2 separate regions of the Capsicum annuum genome follow, and region 1 is linked to region 2. A link is a contact called in public Hi-C data. All regions are on one chromosome and are shown on one strand. Each heading gives the region's core, a stretch centred on a gene start, on an enhancer-like site or on the middle of the called end of the contact. The rest is flanking DNA. Distances are from core to core; before and after follow the strand shown.

Region 1 (3,964 bases), core at 1,104-3,603, 140 kb before region 2:
AAATTATAAGAATCATTGGGGTTTGAAAGAACTGTGAGCTAAGTGTCTTTTTACTTTCGTTATACACCAATTTTCACAACGATATACAGAAATTATGTAAATATTTAATAACCATAAGATTTAAATCTTTTTATTGAGTTGTAGAAATTCGTCAAATACTGTTTGGACAAACAGGCTGTTAGAGTACCTCCCTTGGGTCAGTACAAAATTCATAACATGGAGTTATTTATTTATTTCCCTAATTATACAAGCTGATCTACACACCTAGCTCGGTAATTTTGTTCACAATGGCAAGATATTTATACTTACATACTCCATTCCTTTTACTTGATCTGTATTGGCTTGATAAACTTTTATGGAATTTTTCATTAGAAGTGTATTTGATCAAATTAATTTGACTTGATAAACCTTTATGGATTTTTTTGTTAGAAGTGTATTTGATCAAATTAATACTTTATATAGTTATTTAATACTAAAGTAAAAATATAACAAAATTCACTTGATTTCATAAATTAAACATGTAAATTGAAATAACTATTTTAAGTATAGAGGCGAAGTAAAACGGAACGTAGGAGCAACTATTTTAAGTATAGGGATGGATGCCCAAAGCTTGGAGATGAAGTACGATGATTTCATTATATAAGAACAAGAGACATTCAAAATTGCAACAACTATAGAGATATCAGGTTGTTGAGTCATACTAGAAGGAAGGTAAAGTTGAAGTTGAGAAGGATCATGACTATTTTTGAGAATCAATTCGGTTTAATGCCAGGTCACTCGATTACCTTAGCCATTCACCCAGTAAAGAAATAAGTGGAACAGTATAGGGAAAAGAAGGACTTACATATGATATTCATCGATTTTGAGAAGGCGTATGAAAAAGTCCCCATAAAGTTTTGTGGAGGTGTTTAGAAGCTAGAGGTTTGCCCGTGACGTACACTAGGTCGATTCAAGACATGTACGATGGAGTGAAGACTCATGTGAGGACAGTGAGAGAAGATTCAGAGAACTTTTTCGTCACCGAAAATTGATCTTAATCCATTTTTATTCACCTTGGTGATAGATGTATTGATGCGATAGATTCAAAGGGAAGGTGCCTTAGTGTATGTTATTTGTGGGTGATGTAGTTTTAATTGACGAGGCCTAGGGAAGAGTTAATGATAAGTTGAAGGTTTGGAGACATGCCTTAGAGTTTAAAATGTTTAGGTTGAGGAGGATCAACAAGAAGTACTTGGAGTGCAAGTTTAGTAATTTAATACATGAGGTTGACATGGCAGTAAAGTAGGATGTCCAGTCCATCTGAAAGAGAGATAGTTGAGAGTATCTTACGTCTATGATTCAGGAGAATGAAAAGATTAACGAGGATGCCACACATCGTATTGGTGTAGGGTAGTTGAAATAGAGGCTCGCTTCAGGTGTCCTGTGTGACAAGAAGGTGCATCTTAAACTTAAAGTTAAGGTATATAGAGTGATAGTTCAACCGGCTATATTGTATATAACGGAGGTTGGTCGGTCAAAAACTCCCACATCCAAAAATTGAAGGTAGTGGAGATGAGAATTTTGAGATTGATGTGTGCATTTACTAGGAGAGATAGTGTTAGAAATGAAATTATTCAAGAGAAGGTGAGAGTGGCTTCAATGGAAGACAAAATGCGAAAAGTGAGGTTGAGATGATTAGAGCATATGATGAGGAGGTGTACGGATGCCATAGTACAGAGGTGTGAGAGTTTCGCTAAGGATTGTTTCAGACGAGGTAGAGGTAGGCCGAAGAAATATTGAAGGGAGGTAATTAGACACAGTATAAAACAGATAGAACTTATGGAAGACATAACCCTTGATAGGAAGATGTGGAGGACGCAGATTAGGAGTAGAAGGTTAGTGGGTAGGAGTGCGACCTTACTAGTAGGAAGGAGTGTATTGTTTGTAGTTGTGCATATAGTCGTAGTGTATGAGTGCGTCTTATAGTTTCTTATTCGTGGTGTTTTGGTGATGTTTGTGAGTTTGAACGAATAATTTATATTATTATTTTATGGGTGTCTTGTTTTTTTTATTATCTAGTGGTATGTTATCTTATTCTATTGTTTGTTTTTATATTATTGTGTTTTTATGTTTGTTACACTGTTATTTATCCTGTGTTGGAGTCTATAAAAAACAACCTCTCTATTTCATTCGAATAATAATATGAGCCGCATATATTTTACCCAACTCAGACTCCACTTTACGAGAATACACTAAATTTATTATTTTGGTTGGAAAAAGGATTTGATGCTCTATTTCTTTTTCAAGAGAGAAAGAAATAAGAAAAAGATATGCTAATTGAGGAAATTACATTTTTCTTTGGTGTGAGTTGTCATGATGGTGATGCATTGTTGGCACTTGGGTTTTGCTTTGGCTGTACGAATTTTGAGTCCCCGTTTCTCTCTTCCCTTCCATGCAAAAAAGCTCATCCTATGTTTTCCCCCTTTTCTCTCACACACACATACATACAATTTTTTATTTATTCTTTTGGAATCATCCTCATTGTCTTTGAGTTCCCTTTAATTTTCTTTGTGGTTGGCTTCACTTTACACTCCAACAACAACTCAAAGGTCACAACTTTTACCTTCTTTACCCTTTCGCCTCCCTTATTTTCCGAACAATAGAACTTCTTCTTCCTTCTTCCTCCCTAACCCCTAACCCCAAACCCAACGCAACAACCCCACCTGGGGTGGCCCCTATTACCTCACTTTTCTTGTTTTGTTGGGATTGCATGCATCATAGTTTTGTCCCTTTTTATGGTTTCTGGTCTCTTCTCTTCTTCTTCTTCTTCTTCTTCTTCTTCTTCTTCTTCTATTTTTGGAAGTTCTCATTTGGGTTTTAATGGATGTTTGACTTTCATGATTGATTTTCTTTTGTGAAGCAAAAAGATTGGATTTTTAGCATGTTTTAAGATCCATTTTCCTCTTTAATCGGTTTTCTTGAACTTTTCAGAAACTGAAATATATCTGGACCGAAAGGATTCTGTTTCTTTCTTGGCTTTCAGAAATTGTTTGTATTTCTGTTTTCAGATTTCAAGGTTAGACAATTGAGGTAAATTTTAGTTATCTTTTCATGTTTTTTTGCTTTTTATTTTGTAATGATAGATAAATGTATTCTTCTCTGTTTCAGAAGTGGTTTTCAGATGCAGTAGTTAATAATTTGATTTCCCTTCCCGTTTCTTGTTTTTTTTTTGTCTGCTCAGAAAAAGAGGCTAATCAAGTCTGATTCTCTGACTGGAGCTGAGGATTGAACTATTATGGGTTTTTGTTGTTTGGTTCATTGAATATTGTTTTGTTGAGATGAGTAGTATCTGAACTTAATTGGATTGAATCTCTAATGGACTTGTCAAATTGTAAGCAATTGAGACTTTTTGGAGTCCATTTGAATTTCTTGGCTGCAAAATGCTTGTTGTTGGTGGTCATTGCTTTGTTCCTTGGAACTGTTTTGCTTCCAACATTCTCTGGACTTAGTGGGGTCATTCAACAGAACAAATTTGTCCTTGTCCATAACCGTTCATTCTCGTCGAATCAACCGGTGAAACAGAAGTTTCTTGAAGTTCCTCAGATTGTGTGGGGATTGAACAATCAGAAGATTGCTTTTGCTAGAGCTTGTTTGACTGCACGAATGCTCAATCGAACATTGTTGATGCCTAAATTGAGTGCTTCGCTATTTTATAAAGACTTCGAACTTTTGAAGCCTATTTCTTTCGATAAGGTCTTCCAATTTGAAAGATTTAATTCAGTTTGCAAAGGGTTTGTCCAATTGAGTCGTTATTCAGATGTTTCGAATCAAAGTGATGTTATCGAACTTCAGAAAGGCAATGGAAGAAGGTGGACATTGGAAAAAGATTTGGAGCAGTTGAATCAGTTTAGTAAGCATCCATATAATGCACATGAGATCGTTCGGATAGTAGGGAAGAACCCCTTTTTGTGGCATGACCATTGGC
Region 2 (3,918 bases), core at 838-3,337:
ATATTCATATAGGTTTAAATCAATTTAAGGGGAACATCATACATATTCATATAGGTTTAAATCAATTTAAGGGGAAAAGGCCTAAAGACCAAATCAACAATACAATTAAACGTTCATAATGCATAATAAAATCATATATTCCAAAACCCCTTTCTAAAACTCATGCTTGATAATCTTTAAATCATGTTCTAGCGTTTACAAGCCCATGTAGTTTTTAGGATAAACCCCACGTAATTCAATTTAGAAATTTGATGGATGATTCTTGAAGCCTACGGTTTGGGGATTCCAAATCTTCACTCAGTTTCGGAAACCCACGGTTGAATCTTGAGTTAATTGGGTCTTTAGTTTGAAACCCTAGAGAGTGTTCTTGTGAATTTTCAAAGAAAGTATGAATAATGAGGTCACTCGGGAGTATAATCCCGTGTTTAAGCTGATAGGGGGTGAAAAATACCTAATATACCCTTAATGAGACGTAATAAAAATATAACTGGGAGCCCGATTTTGTGGGCCACCGCGACGCGCCACAATCGCGGTGGCTCATTGAAAATTGACGAATGGGATTCTTAGGGTCACCGCAACGCGGAGCCATCGCCTTGTCCCACTGGTTGGGACCTGGAACTTCAATGTGACGCGCCAAAATCACGCTAGGCTACTGGAATTTGACAATTGTTAAATAGACCCCCTCCACGACGCGTCAAGCATCAAAATGACAATGTTTTACGACTAGGGCTTAAATTTAGCCATAACTTCTTGCCCGGGTATCGGGTTTGGACAAATCTTCTATCGACAGAAAGCTCATTCAATTTCCCACTTGATAGAGAGTCAAAATTAAGGAAATTCTAAATGGTTTAAACTTTACTCACTTAGGAAGTCAAAATAAATCAGACTAATGCATGGACGATTTGGGGTGTTACAGGGCTCATGGTCATATTCTCGATGTTGCTCTCCATCTGGATGTCTTTATTTATATCTTCCTCATCGACCTCCATGGAAAAATGTAAGAGGTTAGACAATTCCATGTCTTTATTTTATGAGGCATCTAGTTAGCCAAACACTAATTATTGCTTAAAAATACTTGTTGATGTACTTCTCAGCAAAAGTAAATGAAAACACTTCTGATAATAAGTTGATTTTAGAAACTTGGCCAAACAAGCTATAACTACTACTTTCGTGCGATGGACGAGTTTGGTATTAAGCCCATACTAGAGTAATTTAGCTGCATGATCCGTGTCATTGTCTGGCAGGGCTGGGGGCCTAGAAATGGCTTAGCATTTCAATAAAAGCATGTTGTTTGGCCAGATGCTCCACTCTGGGGTGTTCATCCTGTTGCTTTCAAAGTCTTTATGAATTATGGAAATACAGAGCTTGGTAATTTGTTTTCAGATAAATTTGTTTGAAGTCAGATCCCGATCCCCGAAGTGTCCGTCTTGAATTTCTAGTAGGATCTTGACAAAAGGTATTGCTTCTTTAACTAGTTACGTACATGATTCTTTACACATGAAATCAGTAAAAGATCATGACACATAATATCTGTAACTGAAACGCAGGAGATTTTTGCAGGATCATTTTTAATGCTAATAAGTGTGTATCATAAGGGAGATACACAATTTCTTCACAAATTTTTATGGTAGATTCATGCATCTATAAGATCATTAATTTCTATTTAGCCTTATCCTTTTCCTTACACCAACAAGGGTATGACTTATTGCACTTGCTCGCAGTTTGTAGTTTTCGAAATTTGACATTTTGTTTTTGCAGGAAAATGGACATCTAATAATCTTACGTACTTCTTAAATTAGATCTATTGATCATCCATTCCCTAATGTTCATGTTGCAACTTGTATAAAATTATAAATGCAGTTCTAAGAGAGGACAAGTGTAGCTAGCAAAATACGTGTAATATACGAGGAATCATATCAACAATTCGGAGGGCGGTTCATTTAATCTATATGTTTGATTTTAAAATAAAACAAAACAAGAAAAAAAGGACTATTACACCAACTTGTCAGTTTAGCATTTAAGACCTTAGTATACTATTTTTATCCATGCACATGATATCACCAGATGCTATGTCTATATAGTATATAGCATCTCCCTGATATTATCACATCTCACAAACCTCAAACCAAAGCAAAATAAATATTCACCAAAACCAAGAAGAAAAGAAGAAGCCACCGAGCTAGCTAGAGATCAAGAATTGGTATGTATTCATCAATGGCTTCTTTTAATTCCAAGATAATCTTCATCCTCTTCATCCTCACTTCCATTTTCACACCTCAAGCTTTCTCACAAGGTGACTCATCGTGTGAATCACAAACACACAACACATGCAACAACAAATCTAAAGCATTAACCTTAAAAATCATAGCCATAGTTTCCATTTTAATCACTAGCATGATTGGAGTATGCTTACCTCTTGTCACACGTTCAGTTTCGGCGTTGAGCCCTGACCGGGACCTTTTCGTTATAGTTAAGGCATTTGCTGCCGGAATTATTCTAGGTACTGGTTTCATGCACGTGTTGCCTGATTCTTTTGACATGTTGTCGTCTAATTGTCTGAATGAAAATCCTTGGCACAAGTTCCCCTTCACTGGATTTGTTGCTATGTTATCTGCTATAATTACGTTGGCTATTGACTCTATGGCTACTAGCTTGTACAGCAAGAAGCATAATGCTGGTGTAATTAATCCAGAAAGTAATCAACAAGTTCAAAATGGACATATTATTGATGGTGGTGATCAAGAAATGGGCACGGGGAATTATAATGTCCATTTCCATTCTCATCACCATGGTTCCCTCTCTAAAGATGGAACGAAACTGCTTCGTTATCGCGTTATTGCCATGGTTGGTCTCTTTTCTCTTTTAATTTATGTGAAATAGTTTGAAATAAATAGTGTTCAAAATTTTCCTAAGAAAGTAAAAGTTTAAGCTATATGCATTGACCGAATATATTAATTTATTAATGATACTACTAATAATATAGTATAAGAAAATCTTTGCACATGGAGATTGCAACTTAAATGGTTCAGATTTGAAGAATACATTCTTGTCTAATTCTAGTTGACTGCTTTAGCGATACCATTCATAGATAGATCCAATACTTCTAGCCACAGCTCACATGCATATCTTTTCTTATCAATGACAAATTAATACTACCGAATATTAGGTTGTTGCTCCAAACATTACTAAATTAGCTAAAATAGGGTTGTCCATGTGCTTATGTTTGCCTAAAATATCCGATCAAACTAGTGATATATTAGATTTTGAAACAATAATTCTCATATACGCTGGTTTCTCCAATTCAATTGTTTTAGGATTTAAGTTATGTACAGGAGAGCTAACAATTTTACACGGTCATTAACCGATTAATATAGAAAAATTATTGTTTATATTTCACGTTATTATATTACACTTGTTTGTGTTCTATTCAGGGCAAGTGCATAGAACTTATTGAACTATTTGTTTTATCTTGCTATATATGGGTGTTAGCATACTATTGCAAGTAATAATATGGACAAGAAAGAAAGTGCATAACATTTGGAACTCCTCCTAAAGACGATTAATAATCTCTGTGTTCAATCTTATATAGGTATTTGTTAAGATTACTATCGGTGGAGTCACATAAATAAGTATATTAATACATTTTTTTTACGTTTTCAATTTTCTTTTCTACTAGTAAGTGTGTTAATTTTTCTGTCATTACGTTAAATTGACCTACAATAACTTAAAACTCTTCATCGCAAATTAATATAGTAACTGAAATAACAGAGAATAAGTTTCTATGGTCGATTAAATTGAACTGGAAATATAATTACTTTTATGCTATGAATATACTTTTTAGTCGTTTGTTAATTTGACCTACTAGTCATTTTTAGTCGTTCATTTGACCTACTAGTCAAATAGAGGAAAAAAAAGTTT

What was found. A called contact is a pair of places that touch in the nucleus more often than the background predicts.
Region 1: a Hi-C map of leaf shows a contact between it and region 2, with 2.6 times the contacts expected there. The contact joins the promoter of LOC107858971 here to the promoter of LOC107858967 in region 2. A contact is called at or near these places in 3 of 5 Hi-C or Micro-C datasets (bud, leaf and placenta).

What each region holds. Positions count from the first base shown.
Region 1 is chr2:112,253,661-112,257,624 of UCD10Xv1.1, reverse strand. It overlaps LOC107858971 (O-fucosyltransferase 23), which reads left to right and starts at 2,353. Exons shown (of 3, transcript XM_047406622.1): 1 at 2,353-2,588; 2 at 2,971-3,055; 3 at 3,221-3,964. The coding sequence starts at 3,355.
Region 2 is chr2:112,118,236-112,122,153 of UCD10Xv1.1, reverse strand. LOC107858967 (fe(2+) transport protein 1) reads left to right here and starts at 2,087. Exons shown (of 3, transcript XM_016703798.2): 1 at 2,087-2,844. The coding sequence starts at 2,203.